2 separate regions of the Mus musculus genome follow, and region 2 is linked to region 1. A link is a contact called in public HiChIP or PLAC-seq data. All regions are on one chromosome and are shown on one strand. The core of a region is the stretch at or near the end of the contact, and the rest is flanking DNA. Distances in the headings are between cores, read along the strand shown. Region 1 overlaps Wdr41 (WD repeat domain 41). Region 2 overlaps Polk (polymerase (DNA directed), kappa).

The links. HiChIP or PLAC-seq counts read pairs in DNA pulled down with a chosen protein or histone mark.
Region 2: a contact with region 1 is called in an H3K27ac HiChIP or PLAC-seq map of the HPC-7 cell line, with 11 times the contacts expected there. The contact joins two enhancer-like sites. A contact is called at or near these places in 7 of 484 Hi-C or Micro-C datasets (the C2C12 cell line, the G1E-ER4 cell line, embryonic stem cells and 1 more) and 3 of 115 datasets of contacts at active chromatin or transcription factors (the HPC-7 cell line, embryonic stem cells and stem cell-derived neural progenitor cells).

The regions. Positions count from the first base shown.
Region 1 is chr13:95,003,756-95,010,733 of GRCm38.p6, reverse strand. Wdr41 (WD repeat domain 41) reads right to left here. Exons shown (of 14, transcript NM_172590.3): 7 at 4,892-5,003; 8 at 1,864-1,926; 9 at 339-449. Gm48350 (endochitinase A-like) reads left to right here. Exons shown (of 2, transcript XM_030247537.1): 2 at 1-88. Among named protein-coding and RNA genes, the nearest start is that of Gm48350, 7.6 kb to the left of the region's middle. Within about 2 kb of position 3,428, at least 24 of the 459 cell types and tissues checked have an H3K27ac peak or open chromatin away from gene starts, as enhancers often do. A contact at or near this core is called in the HPC-7 cell line, where this site is marked.
Region 2 is chr13:96,525,812-96,532,789 of GRCm38.p6, reverse strand. All of the region lies in intron 1 of Polk (polymerase (DNA directed), kappa), which reads left to right. Among named protein-coding and RNA genes, the nearest start is that of Polk, 13 kb to the left of the region's middle. Within about 2 kb of position 3,044, at least 17 of the 459 cell types and tissues checked have an H3K27ac peak or open chromatin away from gene starts, as enhancers often do. A contact at or near this core is called in the HPC-7 cell line, where this site is marked.

The DNA.
Region 1 (6,978 bases), core at 2,179-4,678:
ACGAAATGCTAACAGCCCAGTCTGTGATCCTCTCCTGACATCTGATGTCATACTCACTCACCGACATTGATACAGGTAGAGCCACTTGTGAAGAATGCTAGAATATTACAAGCATTGGAATTCACGGCCTACGATGAAGTACCAAGTACCAAATAGTTCCTTAGGATAGTTTTGCCTTAGTCTATTGGCCATGCCAAACTAGGAGGCTTGAGCCAGGCTCTCCTGTCTCAAAGCTTAGAGTAACACTAATCTAAACCACTATTATAACAGTAATTCTGAAATGCTAGAGTTGGAAATTCTGAAACCCTACATAACATGAATGTACACAATGAGCTTACCATTGATGTTAGCCAATGACAGAATATTGTCCTGGTGATCAAGAAGGCGTTTAACTTCAATAATATCCCATTCCGGCAATTCTTCTGTGGGTGTCACAAGCCTAAAAATTACTAAAAGACAGTCATTTTACTAAAATGTCCAAAAACCATCTTTCTGCTCAAAAAGCATTAAGTGAAAAATATATGTTGCATGGGAAAAAAAAAATCTCCACAAAGAACCTGTTTACACCAGCTTAGACCATTTCTTCCAAAGGCTTGAGATGTGTAAAATATGCACAAAAACCCTAAGGCAGGGTTTTCTTCACCTTGCTTCCTTTGTTGACTTCCAAACCCACTACCAAACCCTGCTGCCTCCTCAGTCTCCACTGTATGTCAGGAATACCACTCGGTTCCTGCCCAGGCCAGTGACTGGCCACCACCAACCCCTGCTCTGTCCCTCTGCCCCGCCTCCCCAGTCATTTCCACTATCAGTTCTCTCTCCTTGTGTGTCCAGGCCAGTAAGCACTGCCACAAGATAAGCTACAAATTCATGGCCTTCAACTCAGTAAAGGCTTCAACAACTATCAAAAAAAAAAAAAAAAAAAGCTGTTAAAAATAAGAGCCCAAAGTGAAAACAACTTTTCATATTTTTGGTATACTATTCAATTATAAATTCTCTGAGAATATAGCTTTTAATTTCATGACTATAGACGTTGAATATGTTCCTTGATTTATTATATGACTTCAAAAATAGTTTTATTTAAACTGTAAGTCCTAATTTTAATCAACACATAAAACTTAAAATAAAATAAAATCAAGTGGTTCTCTTAACCAACATTTACAAAACATCTATGACACTCTAGGAGTTCCAGCTACCACATGTGACCAGGCCCAGTTACCGCTACCAAATGCCCAGAGTCTGCAGCAGACAGAAGGCCTGTGGGCAGGCTGACACCAGTGCATACGCGCTCTGATGAGCCACGGGAGACAGAGCTGTGGATGCTCAGAGACAAGCCCGCCTCATACAGAAAGTGCTGAGGGCTCACATCCTCCCCGGGTGGCACTAATCGACTCTCCATGACTTTCTTCTCCTCACATCCCTCTCTGGAAAATACATCATGACACATTTCTACCTGTATCTCTGACAATATTTTGCCAACAGTCAAAGACTCTACAAGATTATTAAATTCTAATAGTCTTTTACATTCAAAGTGTGGCTGTCAGCAAGTCTCCCAGCTGATATCAAAGAGAACTCTTCTTAATGTGAATAAACTTTAAGTGGAAACACTTACTGCTGAGAGATTTTAGAAAAGGAAATAGATTGTTTAATCAAACTAACAGAAGACGGTAATATTGTAATATGTTGACAAGAAGAAGTCTGATCTAACACTTTGAAAATGGTTTACCCTGTGTCATTTCAACAACATCAAAGACCAGAGCTAGGGCAGAGGCAGACATCTCTGAAATAAAACCGCTTCTGTCTTCCTGGTATACGTGTATGTATACATTCATGTAGCCTTGTAGCCATGTATAGATATGTACTCACTCAATTCTCTGCCCACTGCTGCGGCGACACAGTTCCCAGGGATTTCAACCAAAGCACTGATCCCTTCCGGAAAAAAAAAAGATATAAAACAAGGAAATCATTTTCTACCATGGCTTACGTCAAAAACAAAACTTTCTTAACTTGATATTAGTCATTTCCCATAAAACATACTTAGAACATGCTATATGAACACTTCCTTTCTTGCTCACACATGGAAACTGAGTTTTGAGTAAGTTTCGGTACCTTTGGAAGACACTTTGGACACATTACCAGGCTCTGAGTATTGCTCCTGCAGTGCTAACGTGGTATACTCAACACTCCCGTATAGTACCAGGCACCCCTTAGGCCAAGCACCACAACCACCATTTGATGGCTACTTCAGTGAGCTATGAAACCGTGGTTTTCCCTCCATGTAAATTCAAGACTATGCATGTTCCCTGGCACTAGGTAAGATGGTATAGCAATGCAAAAGATATCTGGCCTCCGTGCTGTTTGCTGACACAACCCTTAAAATCCTTTAAGTCTCTGGACCCTGTGTTTTAACGAGATGACTCGCTCTGGCCAGTCACTGGTGGTTCTGGGATGAGAGCTGCTCATTAGAAGGACCAAGATAGGAGGGCAAGGTTGGCACTTTCAGCCTTACCCCTTGACCTCCAAGCAGAGAGTGGCAGAAAGTAATGTTGGTCACTAGTAACCAATGGCTTAATTGACCATATCTCCATAATAAAGCCTCCATTAAAAAAAAATAACCCAGGATTTAGATGGATTCAGTAAAGCTGGACATACGACAGTTCCTGCAGGGAGCACACTTAGGGAGTATAGAGTCTCTGTGCCCCGGCCTCCCACCTTGCCCTTGGTATTTCTTCTTCGGTGCTCTTGTAATAGAACTAAAGTGGGCAGATGTGTTTCCCTTAGTTCTGTAAGCCACTCTAGCAAGCTGAATCATGATTTATAATCAGGGTGTCAAAAATATAAGAAAGAGAGAGAGAGAGAGAGAGAGAGAGAGAGAGAGAGAGAGAGAGAGAGAGAGAGACTGAAATGATGACGTAGGGAACTACCTTGAGGACCGAGCTTTTAGACTGTGAGACTGGACACTACCTCCAGGTAGACAGCGTCAGCCTGAGCAGGTCAGAGGACACCAAGTTGGCTGTCTACCTGCTCCTGCAACAATGACTGTCAGAGCATTTGCATGAGAGCGCAGAGGAAGTGACTGTCCTGTGCAGAGCCAGTCAGTCCTATCTCAACACCCTCTGTCAAGGCTAAGAAGTGGCCTGCAAACAGCGAGGTTACGGCTAATTAGTGCTAATTAGTTCCGAGATGACAGGTGTTAAGATGACTTTAAACCTCCACACCACTTATCACGTGCAGAGTGTTTCGTATGTGGGGTTTGGTTACTGTGGCTGCTGTTGTCTTGCTATATGGCTTACCACAGTCCCTGTCAGCTTCCTGAGTAGCTGTTCGGGACACTGTGCTTGGCCTTAAGCACACAGTAATGAATATCTTTTCAGAGCTAGATCATAAAATGGTTTCAGGCTAACCACAGCTTCAAGCATTAAAAGGTTGAAATACTGGAACGTGTTAACAAAAAAATTATTTAACAAAGTTAGTCTTCCCGCTTTGCTATGTGATATATGTAATGTGTCATATGCAAATGCAGATGCCCCACTCACTGGTGTTCCTTCCTGACAGTCATAGCCTAGAAGCACTGCTGCGATGCCTGCACTAAGTTCTCCTTGTGGGCATAAGTGTGATTTGTGTCCACATGGAATAGATGGAAGAAACGTGAGAGAGCACGAGATGGACGTGGAAGAGGCAGGAGAGTGGTTTTGCATGTCTCACTCATAGCCCAGGCTAGCTTTCAACTTATGAAAATCTTCCTTCTTCAAGAAGAATTTTAAATGCAGGAAATGTTCCCTAAAGCACCAGTCAGTTGGCTCAGTGGATAAGGTGCTTGCCACCAAGCCTGGGAACCTGAGGACCCACACCATGGAAGACAAGGATTCTCACTGGTTATCCTCTGACCTTCATACATGTGTCATACATCGTCTATGCCCTACACACACACACACACACACACACACACGCGCGCGCGCGCTACACATATACATGAACACACACAATACACACATATATGTGCACACACATATATAAAAATACACCAACCAAACCGTGGAATACTAACTGGTCACGATTCTGCTATCCCACACTTGGGTATGGGTCTGTACTGAAAGTACACAAAGGTTATCATGTACTCTATGTGCATCCATGTTCACTGTGACACTATTTAAAAAAGGGAGGTAATGGAATCAAGCCTGTGTGTTCATCAATGGATGAATGGATGAAGATGGTATGTACACACGCATACACACAGTGATGATGTGATATGCATATCCGCACAGTGGAGTATTATCAGCCATAGAGAGCAAAATCCTATCATTTTCAAGAAAAGAGATGAAACAGAAGATCACCATCAGACATAAAATAAGCCGCATGTGAGAAGGCAATGCTTTCTCCCATCTGTGGAGGAAGGGTGACTTGTCAGGAGGAGAAGGCTAATGAGGATGACAGGACCGGTGGCTACCCTCCAAACACACTGCATCTACATATAAAAACACCACACTGAGCTGGGCGGTGGTGGCACACGCCTTTAATCCCAGCACTTGGGAGGCAGAGGCAGGTGGACTTCTGAGTTTGAGGCCAGCCTGGTCTACAGAGTGAGTTCCAGGATAGCCAGGGCTATACAGAGAAACCGTGTCTCAAAAAAATGAAAAAAAAAAAAAAAAAACCACACACACACACACTGAAACCCAAGTCTTGGCATGAATAAGATACACACATGAGTGTAAATGTTCACTAAATTATTTGTCACGTGAAAATACTCATCAAATATGGCTACCTATAATCAACAGCAACAACACAAAGGAAATCCCCATGGACCTGTATATTGTGATTATGTCTCTTTAAAGACCCAGCTGTGTCATTTACAGCCTATCAGCTGTGTCTCACAGCTACCCTGGCTGGTTTTTACCTGTGTCGGATAGGTGGCTGGTTTTACACAGCAGATCTAACTTTCGGTTCCACACGCCTAGGTCACTACCGCCTGACAGCCAAATGTCCAGTCTCTGAAGAACGGTCAAGCACTGCCAAGCATTTGAAACAGATCATTAGTTTAGAAAGTCTAGTGGTGTTCGGTGGTTTTAATTTATGCCCGCAAGTTCTCTGAAGTCCCTCCATTTGATAAGCAGTTTGGTTTTCTTCTTGCTGACTATGGACTCTAAGTGACCACCATCTCACGAATATGGAGAAGAGGTGATTTCTAAGGCAGTCGGAGGAGATGCTGGGACTTCCCTGTTCTCCTAGATCACTGCCTCAAGGTAACACTAAAGCTGTCCACACAGCTTTAATGTCACCTTTAGGCCTGTGAGCACTACAGCACAGTAGTGCACCAAGCCACATTGAGCCTCTGAGTAGGTTTTTCAACCCAGACAAGCCTTTTGGGGACAGAGAGTCAGGAGACCCTGAGCCAGTACCACTTGGCTGAGAGGTTCTCTATTCCTGTCCACACACAATGGATGTTTATCATTGCTCTAAGCCACTAAGATTTCAGATAACTTGAGAACCACTGATAGACAACTTCTATATAATCCTTAAATGCCTTATAAAAATAAAACAGAAAACATGATACTTACTTTTAATTTTTAAACTCTGACCATAACTGTTCCTGTCTGAAAGAACTGCAGGGATGGAAATGGAGAGGAGCCTGAGGAAAAGAAGGCCCAGCCACAGGCCCAAAGGGAGATCCAGCTCAAGGGGAGGTTCCAAGGCCTGACACTATTACTGAGGCTATGGAGCACTCACAAAAAGGGACCTAGCATGACCGCACTCCGAAAGACCCAACAAGCAGCTGAAAGAGTCAGATGCAGGTATTTGCACCCAACCAATGGACAGAAGCTGCTGACCCCTGTGGTTGAATTAGGGAGAAGCTGGAAGAAGCTGAGGAGGACGAGGGTGACCCTGTAGGAGGACCAGCAGCCTCAATTAACCTGGACCCCCGAGATCTCTCAGATACTGGACCACCAAACAGGCAGCATGTACCAGCTGATATGAGGCCCCAACACATACGTAGCAGAGAACTACCAGGTCTGGGTTTAGTCAGAGAAGATGCACCTAACCCTCAGGAGACTGGAGGACCCGGGGAGTTTAGAGTCTGGTTGGGTGGGGACATCCTCGTGGAGACAGGGGGTTGGGGAGAAGGTATGGGATGTGGACCAGTCGGAGGGGAATAAAATCTGGACTTTAAAATAAATAAATAATTTTAAAAATTTTTTTCAATTAATTCTTAATAATTCTGTATGATAGACTTAAAGTGTTTCCAAGAAGTAGAATTCTTTACTTTGTGTGGTACCTTAGGGTCCCTCTCTTCAAGAGTCATGTCCTCACAGCTTGCTCAAGTAAGCTGAGTGGTAACAAGGACAGAGACTGAATTAGAAAGAAGGGAGGGCTTGCCTTGGCTCAGAATTAGGCTACTTTAAAACAGATGAGAGAGGAAGTTGAAGGCAATCAAATGCAGTGTGTGCTTCAGGAGTCTACCTTGCCTGGCCTCCGGGCTTCTGCGTGAGCCCTTTATTCTGTCTACTGATGACTGACAATCTATTGTGTGGATACACACATGTGTTTATCCATTCACTAGCTGGTGGGTACTTTAGTTTATTTCTCCTTTTTAGCTACTATGAATGCTGGTGTTCTGACATTCACTATATACATATGTGTGGGTAGGTTTCCATTTGGTGTGGAATTATACACAGGCGGGTTATTGTTTAACAATTTACCAGATTGCCAAACCTTTTGAAGGTCACTGTAATAGTATTTTACAAGTCCACTAGCAATGCATAAGCTACAGTATGAATTTTCCATATATTTATTAGCACTCAAGCCCTGTCCTTTCGACAGGCCACCACTTACTAGTGGTACTACTATGTATGAAATGGTAGCCCACCGTGGGTTTGATTCTCTCTCTAATGATGATGAACGTCTTCTCATGCATTTACTGCCCATTTACATATCTTTTGGGAGAAACTTTCTTTCAAATTCTTCTTTTTTTAAAGATTTATTTTA
Region 2 (6,978 bases), core at 1,795-4,294, 1.5 Mb before region 1:
GAACAGATATTTTTGCTGCCATGATCTAGTAGCCAAGAACTTGTCAGCCTGCCTCTTCATGCTAGCTTCCCTGGAGTCAACAATCCTCAAAATAGTGAACTTCTGGAAAATACACATTTGCTGACTGGGGAGATAGCTCAATCAGTAAATCTGAGTTTGATCCTGAGAATCTATCTTTAAGGGGGGGGGGAGGGGGCGGGGAGCCAGGCCTGAATCAATGCTGGAGCTTATTGCCTGGCCATCGATGATGAGTTCCGGGCCAGTGAGAGACCCTGTCTCAAACGAAAGGTGGATGGGGCTTGGGTGGTGGCTCAGTAGGTAAAATGTTTCCCTTATACATGTGAGGACCTAAGTTCAGATTCCCAGAACCTGTGTGAACTGCCAGGCACCGTGGCAAGTGCCCAGATCCAGTAATGAGATGCAGTTCTGGGAGGCCTGCTGGCCAGTTAGTCTAGCCTGCTTGGCTAAGCTCTAGGCCAAGCAGAGACTCTGAAGCAAATGCTGGGAGTGCCTGAGGAGTGGTTGTCTGACCTCTACATACACAACCACACGCACACACAAAGGCAGATGGTGCCTGTGGAATGATACGTGAGGTGGTTCTTTGGCCACCACATACTCACAAATGTACATCTGCACACACAAACATGCAGGCGAGCGAGTGAGCGAGCACATGCACACACACACATAACATAAATTTAGCTTTTCATAATTTTATGTGTTCCTGACTCTGTTTACTTCCTTCCTGGGTGTGTTTTCACTGTTACAGAGCCAGGAAGCCTTTCCAAAGCGTGCAGCTCATCAGCAAAACTGAAAAGCACAAACTGGACTCGGGAGTTTACTTTTGAACTGATACGTTATTTAATGGGTTTCAGAGTATTTCTTATTCTCTACTAAAGAAGATAGATTTCCTGAACTTAGTACTTATCTGTAATCTCAGCACTCAGGAAGGAGGAGCCAAAGTTCAAGGACATCTTGGACTGAAAGGGAGATAGTTTCCAATTATATCTCTGTAGATAAGAGTAGATATTTTTGATTGGCTTCTATCCCATTCTTCACTGGGACCAGCTAAATAAATAGGCTAATGACAATCAGAGAGTATATGGATTAGGTATGGTGCTGCACATTTGTAATCCCACCCGTCTGGAGGTACAGGCGCTAAGCGGATTGATCACTAGTCAAGGCTATTCAGGCTACATAGTGAGTGAGACCCTGTCCCTAAATCAATAAATAAGAGTATCTTAATAGTTACTGTCTTATTGGTGTGACGAGACATGACCAAGCCACCTTATACAAGAAAGCATTTAACGGGGAGCTTGTGTGCAGTGTAAGAGGGGCTAGTCAGTGATCACTGTGCCGGGGAGGATGGCACTGCTGGAGCAGTAGCTGAGGACTCATGTCTGAGCTGCAAGCTGCATCACCTGAGAACCTGACATTCAAATATATGAGCGCTGGGGACCATTCTCATTCAAACCACCACAGGTCCCCAAAAGCAATTTTCTGTCTCTGGTAACAACTTGAGTCTTCTTTTGCATACATACTCCTAGTTTATAACGATCAGGGCTTTGTTATTTGTATCGTTTCTATATGATACATGGACATAGAAAAAATAATTTAGGCTAAATTATTTTTGACCGCTTCCTCTTTTCAGTGCTCAGGACCTTGAGTTTGTAAGCAAGCCTTATGCCTCCGGCATATATCCTCAGCTCTTTTTACAAAGACTTAAAAAGTGAATTCAAGCCAAGTGTTTTGCATTTTGAAAACACAATGTTGCATCTGTGTTTTCATTCCCATTATATAAAACTGTGGACATATGGTTTCATTTATGAGTATGTAAAATAGTTTGAAAGAAACATGGAAAAATAATCTGTTAATGTCGGGGTTGTGACTTATCTTTAAAGTTTAAGATATAACTTATAATAAATAAAAATGAAAAGGGATCTTATGTTTATTAATAATTATTTGATTATTCATTTGAAGACTTAAATTTAGAGTAATCTCAATTCATTGTGTTTTAAATTGGTTGGTAAAAGAATAATTGCAGTTTACAATACCGCACAAGGTATCTAATCTGTTGATGAAAACATAAATACTTGAACATCTGGGAGTTGTAAAAAATACTAGTCTAATATATGTTTAGGTTTTCTCCGTATGGGGCTTGACTCTTCACAATATATTAGAAATGAAAACGTGCTCCACACAGGAGCTTGCTTAGCTCGGTGTCCCTTTCATGTTTCTTCCCCTTTGTCCCTTCCCACTGTCTGCTCCCTAGGGTTAGATTCATCAGGTTTGCTGGTAAATTCATTCAGACTACTTTGGTCAATATGCCACGTACTCATGATGTTGTTGGCATGCTTTTGTGTACATTTTAGAAGAAGCCCCCATCCTGAAACCTCTCCCTTAGAATTCCTTTTGAAACATTGCAAGTTTCCATCCTTCATTACCACCAAACACACAGGGTTTGCTTTGTGTTTTTAAGTGGTAATCTGACGAGTCAGCAATAGAATCGGCCTGGGAAGAATTTGAAGATTTCCAGAGAAAATGTTCTCTTCAACCACTGTCCCAAACCACAGGAACCAAGAATTCTTTCCTTTGAGCTGCACACGTCTGTTTTATTTCGTTTTGCAGAAGAGGTTGTCCTTTAGTCTGTGCACTGGGAATTGTGCGTTTCCGTTTGCTTCGTAGTGAACCAGACTGTATCGTGTCATTTCAGGCTATAAAAATGTTGACCATCGTTCTTTTCAAGGTTGCAGTTGCATCCATTCATCTGGTTTATTCTACTTGTGATGAGGCTTAGCAATCATAGCATAAATACTAATTTGAGTACAAACAAAACCCACCTGTGTTCTCTGTGAGCTTTCAGTTTTCCTTGGGGATGCTTGCCTGGGCCCTTTTGTAGCCTTTACCTAGAGAGAAGTAAGACTTATAGTAAACCGCACAGCTCTGGAAGTTTGGCTTAGGATTCATAACAGCAGCAAGAATAACTAACTGAGAGCTTATCACATATTGGGTACCATGCTGAGCCCTTAACAGTATCTGCTGATCAAACGAAGCCACTTGAAATAAGGCTCACTACTTCCTGCAAAAATAGGGAAGTCATTATACTTGTAATGTTATATGAACATCTTCACCAGAAATTTCTAGATATACTCACTGAAGAAACAACAAGAAGAGGACGACCAGAACTAATGAGAGATTTAAGAAACCTTGAAGAGTTAGGTAAATATTCATAAAAATGCAAAAGCAGACTCACTACAGTAACATAGATGATAATGTCAAAAAAAAAAAATTCCTGGAGATTCAGACACTAAAACTCGTGAGTTTTTACTCATTCGCCACACTGTCTTGTCCTGACAGACATTGGAGGTGGGCGCCTTCTAAGGAGGAAGGGTTTATTTCAGCTCACAGTTCTGGAGAGTCAAGTCCATGATTGGTGAAGAACTGTGGTGAAGAACTGATGGAAGCATCATGATGCCCCACCCCCAAGGACCTGCCGTTAGAGCCCCATCCTTTAAAAGTTACACCACTCCTCACATCACTACCTTAGAGACTAAGCCTTTAGAGAATATTTAGGACACAATGTATAACTATTAGCTTGGTCTGATAACTTTGTCTTTGATGTAGAAATAATCAAAAAGATGTGGTTTCAATTGAAAACTAGGAGGTCAGGGTTTGCTGCCCTCAGTGAGAAGGCAACGTTTCAACAAAGGCTTGAAACAGATGTGAAAATTTAACCAAGATGCTATCTGATGTACATGAAGTCCCATGCAGGACAAGACAGTGCCAAAGGTCTCCAGACTAGAATGTCACAGGCTGCACTGAGAACCAGCAAGGAGGACACTGTGGCTAGAGAGCCGTGAAAGAGGAGGCAAGGGTCAGACAACTGTGCTAGTTGAGACGCAGCAAGGGCCTAGATTCTTAACTGTCTTTGTACCTTGTAGGTGTTCTGTTTGTTTGTTTGTTTTTGAGACAGCATCTTATTGTGTATTCATGGCTGTCCTGGAACTCAATGTGTAGATCAAATTAGCTTTGAACTCACAAATCCACCCGCCTCTGTCTCCTCAGCACTGGGATCAAAGGTGTTGCACCACCACACCCAGCAGATCTAGATCCTTTGGAGCCAGGGAAGTCATTTTAAGGATTTTAGACTTTACTCTGAAATGAGATAGAATAGCATTGTACACTATGCAGCCAAAAAGTGCTATGATCTAATTTGTGTCTTTAAAGGATCAGTTGGGACGCTGAGGATAGAACACTGGGCCTGAGGACCATAGTTCAGATCCCTAGAACCCACATGAAAAGCCAGCAAGGTGTTAGCTAGCGTTGGTGCTCATCTGTGATCCCGGCGCTCAGAAAACAAAGACAGGCTCCCCACCCCCGCTAGCTGACTAGTTAAACTAGTTAGAGTTGATGAGCTCCAGCTTCCTCTAGAGACCGTGCCTCAGTCTAAAGTGAGAGCCATGAGAAAAATACCTAACGTCAGCTTCAGCCTCCACAAAATGCAAGCACGTGCACGAGCACGTGCACGCACGCACGAAAACACGCACGCACACGCACGCCTGCATGCACATTTCTCTTGCAGGGAGGAAGGTGGAAAAGAAACAAATAGATTAGTTGGACTTCCGAGTTGATAATCAAACTGCAGGAGAGCAGAGGCAGAATCAGAGCACGTGTTGTAGTCATCCAGGCCCGAGATTAATGGTGGTTCCCATTGCTGTGTCAGCAGTGAGGGAAGTGAGACTCAGTTACACTCAGGATGCGTGGTGAGAGTCTGCAGGACTTCCTGATCGTTTGGATATGGATGTGTGAAAAAGAAAGGATCCCGAGTGACTCCCATGCCCTGTGCTCGGGCTCACCTGGAAGGAGAAAAGGAGCTGGTGGGGCTGGCCTGGTTAGGTTTTTAGAAACATTTCTATTGAATAGTTTTGTACATGTATGAAATGGATTTGGGTCATGTTCACCCGCTCTTACCCTCTCGTGTATCCGTCTCATTCTCTCCGACTACTGCTGTCTTCCCTGCAAGTCTCTCCCCTGCTTTTTTGGACATACTGAAACTTAAGGTGCCAGGCAGGCATGGAGCTAGCACTATTAACCTGGAAGCCATTGGCATATAAACCACACTGAGTGTGTCCTGATGAAAATGAGGGCATCAGCAGGCAGGGAGGTAACTGTAAACCAACTTTACCTTTCTCACAATATTGTCGACAGCTCAGTTCTGATACAGTTAAGAAGCCAAATCAATTCTGAAGGTTTGGCCAGCTAACAAATATAAATAAGTTAATATGTAAAGTATATGTAAAAGCATTCATATTCATTCAATATGTTTCTTTTCACGCACTTTAACATGTAAAGGGCAAAGCAAATGGAGGGATTCTCCTGGATTGTTATGGTATGTTATTATAATTGAATTACATTTGCCTGCTTTCCTAGAACAATGTCAAGAAACAGAATTGCTGAAGTAAAATATTAGACTGAATGTAACAGTTAAGGGAAAAGAGTTCTAATGCAGACCATTAGAGATAACAGCCTCCCTTTTCCTGAATCTTGGGAGGACATTGAAAGCACGTGCCTATCTCAACGCTGTTATCCAAATCTCCCAGGCGTATTTTGTATGGCTTGAGACTTGAGGATCAAGATTTGTGTAAAGATCTCCAGTGAGGTGCAATACATAGCAATGTTTGAGAGTAAATAGTATATACTTCTTTGTTTTAGATAGTGTGTTGCCATGTAGCCCTAACAGGCCTAGAACTTGTAAAGCCTCCTGCTTCAGCCTCCCAGATGGTGGGATTAGAGGAGGCCTGCACAATGCACCAGAATTTTACCTCTCTAATGGAACTACCCTTCTAAGTCAGAGTACTAAAATTTCCTCTAAAGGATTCCTTCACCTCCAGCAGAAAGACAGGGCAACAAGCGAATTATGGGGTTGCCACCCCACACTCAAAACTCTGACCCATAATTGTTCCTGTTTGAAAGAACTGCAGGAATGGAAATGGAGAGGAGCCTGAGGAAAAGAAGGTTCAGCCACAGGCCCAAAGGGAGATCCAGCTCAAGGGGAGGTCCCAAGGCCTGACACTATTACTGAGGCTATGGAGTGCTCACAAAAAGGGACCTAGCATGACCGCACTCCGAAAGACCCAACAAGCAGCTGAAAGAGTCAGATGCAGATATTTACATCTCACCAATGGACAGAAGCTGCTGACCCCTGTGGTTGAATTAGGGAGAAGCTGGAAGAAGCTGAGGAGGAGGGTGACCCTGTAGGAGGACCAGCAGTCTCAATTAACCTGGACCCCCGAGATCTCTCAGATACTGGATCACCAACCAAGCGTACACCAGCTGATATGAGGCCCCCAACACATATACAGCTGAGGACTGCTGGGTCTGGGTTCAATCAGAGAAGATGCACCTAACTCTCCAGAGAATGCAGGCCCCAGGAAGTTTAGAGGTCTGGTAGGGTGGGGAGATGGGAACATCCTAGAGGAGCAGGGGAGAGGTATGGAATGTGGAACAGTTGGAGGATGGACAGGGAGGGGAATAAAATCTGGGGTGTAAAAAAAGATTAAATAAAAAGAAGAAATATTAAAAAAGAAAAGAAAAGAAAATATTTTGTATTTTTTCTAGTCATACCCAGGATGGGAGCAGCATTATTAAGAACAACTTCAAATTCACAGAGGCTATTTTCATTGTCGTAGGTACATGGCTGCTGTTCACCTAGCCATTTATTTGTAGTATAAGTGAACCCTGATCTGGAGGTAACTGACGGCAAGGGAGCTTCATTAGAGTTGAGTACAGAGACTTGGATGCCATCCCAATTCCTCAGCTCACCAGCTGAGTTATAATACAGAATGCATATAACTAGCTTAGGTTTGGAATTTTTTCCCTTCCTGATAAATAACCAGAGAGAATAATCCTGAGAATTATTAAATCTGTTGTGGAGGTTGTTATATAGTTTTATGTATATATTTTTGGATAAAACTTTTTTTT